2 separate regions of the Anas platyrhynchos genome follow, and region 2 is linked to region 1. A link is a contact called in public Hi-C data. All regions are on one chromosome and are shown on one strand. The core of a region is the stretch at or near the end of the contact, and the rest is flanking DNA. Distances in the headings are between cores, read along the strand shown.

Region 1 (6,347 bases), core at 1,966-4,465:
CTGTACCACATGACTGCTGTTTCTTTTCATTCATTTTCTCCTTAAATCTTAACATGCATTTCTTCTGAGAAGAAGAGCTATTTACTCGCATATTTTTGGAGAGGGAGTGAGTATTACGCCTGCATTTCTTCTCCAAAAATATGCGAGTAAATAGCTCTGGGGTGTTGCTACTCTTCGGGTAAGAGAGAGCTGGACTAGGGAAAAACAGAGGAGGATACTATTTAAACACAAGACTGCTATTTTGCTTTGGTGAATCCATAGCACCTTGTAGCTGAGTGATATTGGCTGTGTAATTTAGGGGACAATTTCTCTAAAACTGTGTCCTTGACATATGTGGCTGCACAGAAAAATGCTTTCGTGCTCCATCTTGCAGTTGCATGTGTGTAGCTTGTCTTCATCATAGGCTAGGCATACAGAAAGATAAGGGCATGGGAAAGGCTGCACTTCTGATTTTCCCATTTTCCCTTCGCAAGAGGAGATCCCTGTGTTTGCTTAGCTGGGGGAGAGTTGCCAGCCCTTCCCAGGTCCCCTGCTGAAGTGGCACCAGGACATTGGGCTTAACCCAAGTGCTCTTCCCAGTAGGAAGGAGATGGCACCTCTTGCTCTCTGAGATGGAGGAGGATGTTTTGCAGCCTAAATAGCAAAGTGAGATGTGAATATTCAAAGCTTAATTCTGAACTGAAGCTCGGAGTCTTTTTAAGATGTTTTTATTTACAGAAAAAAGTGGTGTTTTCTTTTTTGTTGTTGTTGTTGTTTTGTTTTGTTTTCTCCATAGAATCTTGGTGCTCTTTGTTGAGGGCTTCTCAGTCAGTACAGAGGAAATGTCTGGAAAGGAAAACTAGGTTTTGCTGGTAGCTGGGAATCTGAAGTTCAGACCAGATTCACTGTTTCAGCATCCTCCAGGAAAGGGCATCTTGCCTTTATTTAAAGTTCTGCCAACCTTCTGCATAAAATTCAATGCATCTGATTTCACTACGTGCATATCAGGGACGAAGGCAGCCTGTTATCTTTATCTTATGCCCTCCTTCATAAAGCCAGCAAGATGAACAGAGGTACAGCTGACGTATTAAAAAAAAAAAAAAAGCCTTAATTTCAGAAAAAAAAATAAAATAAAAGCTTCCCCTCCTCCAGAAGCGTGTGTTTGAGGAGCTCAGGATCCCTTGCACGGACAAAAGGAGCCAGAATTTGTGCCCAGCCAGCCCCCGGGCCTGGCTCCGCAGCAGGACAGCAGGGGGCGACCAAGGCCGGGGCCCGGGGCCGAGGCCTGAGGCTGGAGCGAGCCGGGGCCGGGTTTAACGCCCTGCCCTGCCCAGCCCTGCCCTGCCCTGGGGCAGCGGGGCCGCCAGGTCTTGCCCAAATGTGAGGGGCTCAGCCTGGCTGCCTTCTTCAGGCCCTTGTTTACCCTTTGGCTGAAGCCCCTAGCCGCAAATACTTACCGTGTTTTGTGAGGTGCTGCATTTTTAAACTGCTGATTTCTATTGATACAACACGCTCTGCCCTTGAGTTGTAGGTTAAGATTGGTGCACGCTGTAATCTTTTCCCCGTTACCTAAGCTGTTCAGTCAGCAGCCTCATTAATAGGTGGGTCAAGCCCAATCCTCTAAATAACTGGAACAGAGCAATTTTAGAGCTAGACCCAAACTGTGGAAGTTGGTATTATTTCCTTTTCAATCCCTCCACACAGCAGAGAAAGGCTGAGAGTCGGCCGTGTTTGGGAGTGGAATTGCCGTTCTTTACTAAGGCTCGTCTGCGTTCAGATTTTTGATCTCGTGTAGTACTCAGGCAAAAGCTACCAAGCTGACGTAGAGGCCTGCCTTTCCTCCTTAGTCCATGAGGCTCATGAACCCAAGAATAGAGAAAAATTCTGGTATCTGTTAGAATTTAACCTAAATTCACAAGCTGCGTGTTTCTTGTGAGTGCTGCAAACAGCTGCTTTCTGTAAGGTATAAACTGAGCACAGCAGGCCATATTGTTGAAATCATTTAGCCAGGAATGGGGAGCACGGTCTCAGTACCAAGTGTCTATCTGTGTCTGATTTGATGCATAATTGTTATTAGATCTGGGACCGGAATTAAGAACACATGCTCCAGATTGCCCTTTGTCCTTATTTTATTTATTTTTAAAAACATGTATTTATTTATTTATTTATTTTTCCCTGGTTGAAACAGAACTGTGTCTGCCGTGCTTTTCATGTAACAAAATGCTGCCAGTGGTGTGTGCTGGTGTTCAGTGTTCATGTCTGTCAGCTCATATCCCCTGGGGAACCAAAGCAGCAGGAGGCTCATCTGTAAATCTCCAAAGGGCTGTAAACACTGAGATAGAAATTTAGCCTGGCAAGTATAAGAATTAAATGGCTCCTATAGTAGTAGTAGTGATTTTTGGGGTGTCAGTATATAAATTCCATCTAAATTTGACAGTAGTCTGTTAAAAAAGTTCAAGAAGTGTTCAGAGGCAGTTTTTATATGAGACAGTCTTTGCACTTACATTCTCTCACCAGCATTTGTATTTCCTTTTCTTTGTTCTCTTATGCAGTTTCTCATGTGGGTGTGAGAACTATGTGATAGGCTCCACCTGCCTTATGGAGCAAAAGTCTTGAATTTATCTGTCTGTATTACATCTCAGTTGAAAAACCCCATTTGCTGCCTTGTCTGACTTCCTCATTTCCATTAGACAGTGATGTTTCTTTCATCAGTTTTTTAACAGCATCAGTTTTGTAATGTGGGGATACAATCTGCCTCAGAGATACGAGGCAAAAGAAGTTTGTAGGAATCAGAAGAGCGTGGCCTTTTGCTCAGATTGCACCTGGATGTGAAGAGAAGGGTGCTCAGTCGTGCTGGTGCAGGATCTGCCCCCTGTCCCTCAGTCAGCCCTGAAGTGAGCATTGCAGCAGGGAAAGCAGCAGGATGCTCTGCTTTGACACCAAGCGAGCACTGAGTCCAGAGCAGATGATGCCAAAAAACAGTGACCTCGTAACTGTTTCATTTGGGGTCCAGTTCCAAGACGTCTGTTGATTTAACATTGTCTGTGAGAATTGTCAAAGCAAATGGCTTGGAAACGAGGTGCCATAGCGGGAAAATATTGATGCTATATAACACTGCTGGTTGAAAAGATCTTCCTAAAACCTTCCTCCCTCTCTTTCGCAGCTACAACATGCTCTGTCATTGTCAGTGTCTCCCATGCCCGGTGATGAATCGCCATTTTAGGCAGGCGGTTTATGGCTCATAAATACTTGGGTGTGTCAGACTGTAATGGATCCCTTAGGAATGACGGTACTGTTTGGACAGTGGCTGAACACATCCCTCTGAATTCCCATCTCTTCAGCATAGAGAATGGATTTTAATGGTTACAAACAGATGGTGTTCATGAAAGGGAGAAACAAAATCTGATTATAGCTCATGTCAGACAGGGTGGAGAAAATAATCTGCTATATTTAAAGCTTTATTTTATTAGAAGCAGGAATAGTGCTTCAAGCAGTTCTGCTACAATAAAAAAATCTGTTATTATAAGCAATAAGTGGGTCTCGAAAAGGAAAGCAGTTTAGGTCAAACTAGGTAAGAAGAAGAATCTATACTCCAAGAGTGAGGTTGATTTTTGTTTGTTTTGTTCAAATCAGCAAGGGTTGATTACCCCAGTTCAGCTGTCAAGCAGCAGAAAAAAAATAAACCAAAGTCTCCCGAATCCTATGAAATGGCATTACCGATACCTCAGCATTTTGAGCATCATGTAACTCCCTTAGGAATCTTGTTCTTTGCATTTATTGAAAAGGCCAGTAAAAATATTCAGTTTGGGATCACCCTGAAATAATTATTCTAAACAGGGTACCACATTGAAAAACCACGGATTCTAACCACTTTGGCTCAGACGTTTGTTCAAGCATTTAGGGAGCACATAAACACCCATTAATGCATACTTCATGTGTAATACAGTGTCAAATACAAGGCCCATTATTGACTGAGGCTCAGACACGAGGCTTAAATTTCACTGTAGACACTTAACTCTGTGAATGTGATCTCTAAAAAAATCCATATATTGCCTTAGACGTTTGTTTCCATTATCTTTTCCAATAAGTAAATACACCCACAGTCCTGTGATCAGGGACTGGAGCCCATTAACACAGTTCTTCGCAGGTTACAGCAGCAGATTTGCTGATAATAGATGCTCTTTCTGTTTCTGTGAATCTTGCCAAGTTTCAGCAGGGTTAAATGTTGTCTTGTTTCCTTCACTTTATGCAACAGAGTTAATAACCACTTGGGATGTGGCAGCCAAGGTATGCCTCCTGCACCGAGAGGTGTTCTGAGTGCCGTTTGGCTTGGCTGAGCACAAGGAGCTTAAAGATGAATTGCAGCAGCTCCTCCTTTTTAGAAAGTAAAGACATGCGTTGCGAAGGGATAACAGGTATCCAAGTGCATTTGTAGACTTACTGTCAAGAATCTTTCTTCTGTATTGTCACCTCTAGCACGGCAGCAGAAAAGTTCTTCTGGGTTTGCATCCTTCTTTTCACTCTGCTTTTGGTTGCTGGGTGTTGCATGTTATGAAACTAAATTTCCAAGTGCTTAGCCCTGTGTAAATTTTTTTAGACTGACATCCATTCCTAGGGTCCAGTGCCTGAAACCTTTTATAAGTTTAGCCCTGCGTGTGCCTCTGGTGTCAAAAGGGAGATAAAATATTTTGCCTACTTGAGATGCTCCAAAGTCAGCCAAAGCTTCCAGTGAATGGCTTGCAGGGCTTGAAGTCAGAGGAGAGCTGGAGTGGGACGAGCAGGAGTGGGTTTGCTGCCCTGCTGTGTTGCTGCAGTGCTCTCTGATGGCAGGCTGGTGTGTAGGGTGGTCCAGCAGTACTCTGTTACAGCTTGACTGTGCAGGTTTTCATTCTTGAATGTGTCGTCTGTGAAAACTGCAGGCCATTTCCTTGATATAGCGGGGAAAATCAGGGGAAGGGTGTGATTAACCTGCTGAAGTGATTGATGCAGCCAATTGCTGTGGTCCTGGCTGGTGGCCAGCTACTCGGGGAAGCTGCAGTGGGCATCCTGGAAATATAGGAAGCACAAGGACATGGAGGAAACAGATAATGGGCCAGTAAGTTGAATGGCATATGTGAAAAGACAAGAAGAAATTCATGTCCTGAAGACACAACGTTCTTTGCCATAATCTTTTAAATTAATCCTCTTGTAGGGTAGATAATAGCACAAAGAGGAAAATTAACTTTCAGAGTCAAAACAAAAAGTGTGACATATTTTTTTGTGAAATGATCAAGGGATCTTTATGCTCTCCTGGAGAGCACAACGACTTGGCCTCCAACAGCCTCTGAAAGGAGGGGTGAGAAGCAATGGAGGCTGCAGCTTTTTGTGAGACTTGCGATAAACAAAGACCCGATACTAGTCTCCTTGGCCCTGAACCAAGCGTGTTACAGTTGATTCTCCATCCTACTAACCTCCTCTAAGCTCCACTGGGAATCAGTTACTGACATTTACGCTGTGCCTGGAATGCGAGGAGTATTGTGCTAAATCAGCACTAGGACGGAGTGTTGCCAGCTCCTATTTTTTTATGAAGAAGGCGTCACAGTGCTCGAAATATTCCTTGAAGGCTGTGCTTCTGGATCTGTATGAATGCTAGCATCTCAGAGTTCCTTAAGAAAGAGAAAAAAAGAAAAAAGAAAAAAAGAAATTGAAAATATAAATATGAACCAAATGCAAAAATCAAAAGAGAACTGAACAATGTAAAATGGAATATGCTTCTTTATGCTCATGATTTTTGTGCCATGGCCAATCACTTTTCAGTGCTTGGGCTTGGCAGAAGTGGAGAAATTACAGACGAGTGTGGACAACATTTCTTGCAGATCTGTCTTAAGGGAAGAAAGAACTGAGGAACAAAGGGGACATGAGAAGGTCTTTGTCTCTTTCGCAGTGGGTGAACATGCCTGTCATTGTGTGAAACAGAAAGCAGCAGTGTGTGCCTGGTGGCCCTCAGAGCTTCAGGCCATGCGGATGGTTATTGAGCAGCCATAGCTGGAGCCTGGGAGAGCAATAAGTGTTGGGCAATAATTGCGGGGCTGGGCTGTGTGGTCTAGGCAGCTGTCCTGAGACAACCAACTCGTTTCACTCAGTGCCCCTATGATGGTAATAATTTCTAGACCCTGCTAGCTGCAAATGGATGGCGACGGGTGACCCAGAGGTGAGAGGTGCCATCTTCCATTCCAGTGCTCTGAGTCACTCGCTAGCTCCTCACAATGAGTGCTCTGTGCCGCCCTGAGGGATGCTTTTGCTGTGCTGCTTTCCAGCACTGGTTGTGGGCTGTGGTTGAAACAAATGAGCTGCTTTCCGCAATTCCTTCCCCTCTGGCCTCTTGTTTA
Region 2 (6,347 bases), core at 1,617-4,116, 260 kb after region 1:
TCTGCAAGTTTTCCATTGCTGGGGGACCCAGGGGCTGTGCCGCAAGCACACAGCACCCCAGGGCTGCCTCCTACCCCAGCTGCATGGACATCCACCAAGCCTCCAAGCAGGGCAGCTCCACCACCCTCATTGATGTCCTCACTCAAGGACAAAGTTTGTTGCTAGTCAGATCCCCGAATCTACGTGACCGCCTCAAAGCAGCCCCAGCAAAACCCAGACTTGCCCAGAGGGACTGGTTTTGCTTTATAAGCACAGGCTGAAACAAATAGAGGCTCAACCCCTGAAGATACAACCAAGGATCTGAAGAACCACACTCACCACCCTGCTATAGGCCTATCCTGACAGCTTTTCCCATAACATTAAGTATTTTTCACTACAAAGTCACAAGAAAAAATCCTAAATCAAGAATAAAGTCAACTCCCATTGACCTTTCTGGATGATTTTACCCATTTATTTGCGCATGAAAAATGACCAAACTGTCCCAGGCCTGAATGAACTGCCATAACCCAGCAGCACAGTGGTTATTTGCATGTAGGATTTATCATACTCCTAATTTTGTAAATTACTGTGAAGCTTTTGCCCCCAAATGGTTAGTTTTGAATTAGGAGGGAAATTGTAGCTTTATATACTTTGATACCGATTCTTAAGATTGAATAGCCTTAAAGAAATCATAAAAGTGCTCCAAACATGACTAACATTTTAGTAAAATGTTTTTAATATGCATGGGGCTCCATCCACTAAAATTCCCTTACAATATTAAAAAGCTGATGTTCAATCATGGAATGAAAATTCAAGTTACTTCTTCCTTTAAATACTGTATCAGCAGAACAAGCCTTAATTATTAATTAAACAAACTATGGATTTATACAACCAGCGTTGAATCTGTGCAGCAAAACAGAAAGCTTTTTACTAAGAGAGCTATGCTATGGGTGGGGCAAAGCAAGAAAAATAGCCAAATTTTTGCCTTTATCAATCTCTACATTAATTATTAAAGAAGAAATATTTAAAGTGATATACTCACATGACAACAAATTTTAAGACACGCAATTTTTTACTGAAATTTTCTAAAGGCTAGCTTCAAGACACGCAAATTTATCTACTGGTGAGAGCGTGTATCAAAAAATTGAGAATGGTGATTGAGGTTTGAATCCTCTCCAAAGGCTTTCTAGCATCCCGCATCTCAGTACCGGCTTTTATGCTTCGTATCCTTTGGTACGGTTCTCCAAACAGAGGACATAAATACCATCCAGGTTTTAAAACATTTTATTTGCATATTAAAAAAATTGTGCATTCCAATAATTAAAATCATTTGAACAAAAAAAAAAAAAAATGGCACTCGATTAACTGCATTTTACAGCTCGCAGGACCTTGGTACAGCTTTGCATTTATTCGTGTGTTACTCTAGTTTACTGTAGTCCCACCCAAGTTCTTCTTTCATCAACATGCAAGCTCTTTCATGCCACCAGGACCAAAGCCAGACAGGCAGAGGGAAAGGCAGCGCCTTCATTCAGTGTCAGTAGTTCTCTCTATTCTTTTGATGTGAAAGGGGCAGTACAGTCATTTTAAACTTTATCCAACCTCTTTGCATCTTACAAAGTTAAACAGCTAAAAGAAGTAAAATAAGAAGGCAATGCTTGTGGAATGTACAGTGCATAATTTGGAAGGGCAGATTTCATTACGATTCACCCGCTTGCTTCTCCTGTTCAATTGCTAAAAGGGGGGAAAAGAAAAACAGAAAAGGAGCAATAAAGATCGTGAACCTAAAAAACGTACCCGTCGGTCAGTTTCTATGGCTCGTGAAGGGGCATTTATCAAAATGGAAACCCCAATGGATCCCCAAGAAGGGCTACCCGGTGCCGAGGGGGGGGTTCGGGCTGGGCAGAGCCGCGCATCCCCCCTCGCGCCGCCCGGTCCCGCGCCCGCCGCCCCTCTTTGTCTCCTCCCCGCCTCACCCCACCCCCCTACTCCCCCCACTGCCCCCCCCTACTCACTTTCTTTTGAAGGCAGGGGATTTTTCTCTTGCGTCTCTGTCTTCTTCAATTTGGACTTGTCAAATTTCTCGATCTCGGCCATGTCTGGTTTGTCGGACATGTTGGCAGGTGAATCTGCGCGCACAAGGGAAGAGCCCGTTACCCCCGGACGGGGCTCCCGGACCCGCCTGGACCCCCCTCGACCCTCCCCAAGGTCCCCCCCGACCCCAGCGGGGCCGCGCCCCGAAGGCGGCCAGCGGCATCCACCGGGGGGGCGCCGCCGCTGGAGCCGAAAACTCCACGCACGCCGAAATTCAGGCGCTTAATCCCCGGCGTGTAATAAATAAAAATAAATACGAATAAGAAAAAAAAAAAAAAAAAAGCCAACAGTCCAGCATCCCAGCTGCTTGCAGCTCGCCGCCAGCCCCAGCCGGTGGCAGCTCCCAGGATCTGCAGGCTGTGGAGCACAATAGAAGGGCAGCGCCCGGCGCCCGCCTGGTTTTAAACTCGATAAGGAAATAAAATTTAAAAAAAAATAAAAAATAATAATTTTAAACTAAAGCCGCCGGGCTGCAACGAAGGCGGCTGGCGGGTCGTACGCCACCGCCCTGCAGCGGCTCGTCTGCGAGACAATAGCCCCCCCAGACAATAGCCCCCCCCGGACAATAGCCCCCGCGCCCTGCCCTGCCCTGCCCGCGGTCCCCCCCCGGAGGGGGGGGCACCGTCCAGGGCCCCTGGGTGGCCTTGCCGGGGCCGGGGGGGCGGCGGGACCCACCGGTGTCGCCGCGCGGTGATGCTCAGCCCCGCCGCTCGCTGCCGCCGCCGCTCCGCACGCCAGTATAAAGGGCGCTCGCTGGCGGGGCGGTTTTATCCCTGTGCCTATGCAAATGGAGGTGATGTCATCAGCTAACCATTTTGCCGCTTTCCGCCTTTTTCTCTCTTTTTTTTTTTTTTTTCTTCTCCCCCCCGCCCCCCCTCCGCTTTTGCTTCCTTCCCCTCCCTCCCCCAGCGCCCAGCCCTCCCTCCCCCAGCACACACACACACTCACACACACACACACACATACACATACACACACACACACACGCACACATACAGACGGACAGACAGACACACACCCCCCACGACCGCCCCGGACCTCGGGGGGGGGGCGCCCCTGGGGGGGCGGCCGCTGCCCGCAGCTCCCCGGCCCCCGCCCTGCCCCGACGCCGGGAGCGGGACCGGGGCTGGAGCAGGGACCAGGAACAGGGCAGGGACCGGGAATGGGGCTGGGACCGGGGCTGGGGCCGGGTGGGAGATTTGGGGAGCTTTTCCCTCAGCCCCCGGGGTGCCCCTCTCCCGCGGGTTGGGCAATATCAGCCGGCTGGTGGTGTTACTCGGATTTCCTCATTTCGGAGGCGAACGCGAACCTCTCGGTCCTTTACGAGCTCCGGGAGCCTCCCCTCCCTCCCCCAACCTCCGGCTGCAGGGAGAGAAAAACCCCATCGCTGTCCTTGCGAGCCTGCTGCAAAGAAGAGCAAGCGAGCACGGCCGTGCCGAGCCGTGCCGGGCCAGCAGACAATAGCCGGGCCAGGAGCCGCCCCACCCGGCATCTGCCGGGCCCCGTGGGTCGCAGCCGGGGGGCATCGCCCCGGCCAGCCTGACCGCCCCCCCCCCCCCCTCGCCGTAGCACCAAATGTCCCCAGCGTGCCGCAAGGGGACCCGAGCCGGCGAGCTGCGAGCCGCCAGCCGCCCTAAAAGCGGTGTAAGGCGGCTGGCTGGGGGCGCACGGGTGGCTGTGGTTTGTGCTTTTGCAGCGCTGGGTAATAAACTGAATTATCCGTGGGGGGTGCGTGGCAGGGTGGCAACAAGTTGGGGACATCCCCGCGTCTTTGTCTGGCAGCGGCTCGGCGAGGGGAGGTGCGAGGTGGGGCTGGCTCGTGGGAGCCCGTGGGAATGAATTGCTGCTGCTTTGGGGACATCTGCTCGGCACCCGTGTGGCCCTTCGCTCACTGAGCCCTGCCCTCCAGCACTGCATCTGATGCGAGCGTGGCTGGTGGCGAAGCAGAAGCCATGGCTCACGGACCCTATTAATGTATGCCAGGAGAGCTGTAAATGCATTGCAGTCAGCTCCTCCGGGGATGCTGCTGCTTCCTCTGCTCCGCGGCTGTCCTCTCCCCCTTGGCCAGCCATTTTTCCTAACGTTTCCAGATGTATGGTCACGGGGGTAAAATCCTGTCCCCATGGCGATTCCAATAATACTTCACTGTAGTGAATGAAGATTTCCAGTCCACCCAGAGTCCTCCTACAGCCAAGCTCCTTCACTTTTGGTGGTGCAGTGTATAAACTCCGCTTTATTCCCCCGGTCCATGACAGCCTCAAAAACTGGAAGAACAGAGTCTATTGCTGAGAGAGATGGTAACTCCTATAAGCCAGGAGTGGTGCAAGACCAATGGCCAAAGGAATCACTGAGGAAAGAAATAGCAAGGAACACAGCATATAGTTTGAGAGTATTCACAGATTTTCATAATAACAGCATTAAAAACATGGCAGAGGGATCTTCTGTGTTGGAAACAGGCTAAATTTACTAGCTAGCTTTTGAGCAAGTTCCTCAAAATGAGTTTATGGCCTTTTGCTTTGACACATTTGAGCACTGAACCATGTGACTGGGAATTGTGAAATCTCCCCAATTATCAGCATCACCAATGATGTTACAGCTTCAGACTTTTTGGTTTCGCTGAAGATTTTTTGGCCTCTTAAGTGATGGTAAATCAATATAAACATTCTTTAGAGTTTGTCTCCTCTGTGGCTACTGCAATCACTCATGCACGTGTCTGAGCACATCAATATTGCCCTGACCTGAGTGCAGTAAATGCCCTCCTGACGTTGCAGAATGGTGGGTGTCTGTGGGACTGGGGTCAGATTTTCCAGAAGCAGCCTGTCCAGTGGTAGCACTAGTCATTTTGGGACAGAGCCATAGATCTCTTAAATGAGTGTGATCCACACACTTCAATGGAGCGTCGCTGATTTGTGTGAACCAGGCCTCACTGCTGAGTTTAGATTCAATTACAGTCCTGCGAGACAGAGACAAATAAAAGGTTTACACTTCTGCTGCTTCTCTGCCTTCCTGTATTTCCCTTTCAGTGGATTATCACTGAGATAGGCACAGCATCTTGGAAATGCTGTGTGTACCTTGCTATGTGTATGAGGGCTGTATTGTTCCACTGGAGCATAATGTAGGCATTTCATTTCCCTGGCAGGACATAGGCTAATTTCTGTAAAAGTAAATGCTCACTCATTTAGTGTTAGTGGTATAATTACAGAAATTGCATATTTGTGTATATGTCTCTTTATGCCTGCTTCTTTTTGTTGCTGTATGGAGAATGTGAGGAAGATTCATGGTCATGTAAGACTGCCCCATGCCAAATGGCACCTGGGGATAACAAACACCGCAGCGCACTTGGATGTGGCAAAGCCGACATCCTTAGCACATTTGCTAGGCCACATAGCATAAGCCACATAAAGGATGAGTTCTTATTTTGGATATTGATGGGCTTCTACATTTGTTACTTTTTTTTTTGTATGTCACCAGTTTCTTATTGCTATTATTTAGAAAAAAATTACAGTCACCAAATATTTGGTGAGGTAGTGGTACCCTTCTAGGCATGAGCTCTCTTAGCCATCTGCATGTTAAAGGAGAGCACTTTTCAGCAGATTGCTGATCTCATTTGCAAGAAGGAATTTGGACTCTTGCTAACAGTTTTCAGCTGAAAACATTGAGGGGCTGCTCTATGTCAAGGCAGCAAGTTCTTTCTTGCATTATCGGAAAGTCATGGAGTGGGAACAGCACGTGGTAAACCATAGTTCTTATGTCTCGTTTGTTTGGCCATGTTTGAAGCCTTGTAAAAAGATCAACACTCCTTTTCCAGGTAAGTATAAACTATTCCCATTTGTCAGACTGTGAGACTGAGATAATAAAAGACTTGCTTGAGGGCATGCAACAGAGGGGCTTAATCAGATATTAATTGATGTCAGTAAAAGTGTTTGTATCTAAAATTGACTTGAGCTTTTGCTTGAGCTCTGACTGAAGAATGTTTTGAAACATGATCAGGAACACAAATCTAACCTTGTGCTAGTTCTTTCATACAGTCTCTGCATTTGTTAAAAAAAAAAAAAAAAAAAAGTAATTGAGGGGACACAAAATGCCTGTGTGATAAAGCACCCAAAATTAATTCCCGTACCAGCTTATTATTCATAATGGGATCCCCGGCACATCAGATGACTTTTAAGATAAAAATAAACTGTATGCAAATTTTTCTATCATATGGAAAATAAATTAGAGGAAGAGAAGCCAAGTGATTGTTTTCCAGGCCTCAGTTTCACATGTGAAATCTTATT

The links. A called contact is a pair of places that touch in the nucleus more often than the background predicts.
Region 2: a Hi-C map of F1 follicle shows a contact between it and region 1, with 4 times the contacts expected there. The contact joins the promoter of TMSB4X here to the enhancer-like site in region 1. A contact is called at or near these places in 7 of 8 Hi-C or Micro-C datasets (F1 follicle, F5 follicle, liver and 2 more).

Annotation. Positions count from the first base shown.
Region 1 is chr1:129,746,141-129,752,487 of IASCAAS_PekinDuck_T2T, forward strand. No RefSeq gene overlaps it. Among named protein-coding and RNA genes, the nearest start is that of EGFL6, 59 kb to the left of the region's middle. Within about 2 kb of position 3,216, at least 2 of the 8 cell types and tissues checked have an H3K27ac peak or open chromatin away from gene starts, as enhancers often do. A contact at or near this core is called in subcutaneous adipose tissue, where this site is marked.
Region 2 is chr1:130,005,444-130,011,790 of IASCAAS_PekinDuck_T2T, forward strand. TMSB4X (thymosin beta 4 X-linked) reads right to left here and starts at 2,867. Exons shown (of 3, transcript XM_027448256.3): 1 at 2,746-2,867; 2 at 1,992-2,105; 3 at 1,248-1,710. The coding sequence starts at 2,091. The coding sequence ends at 1,676.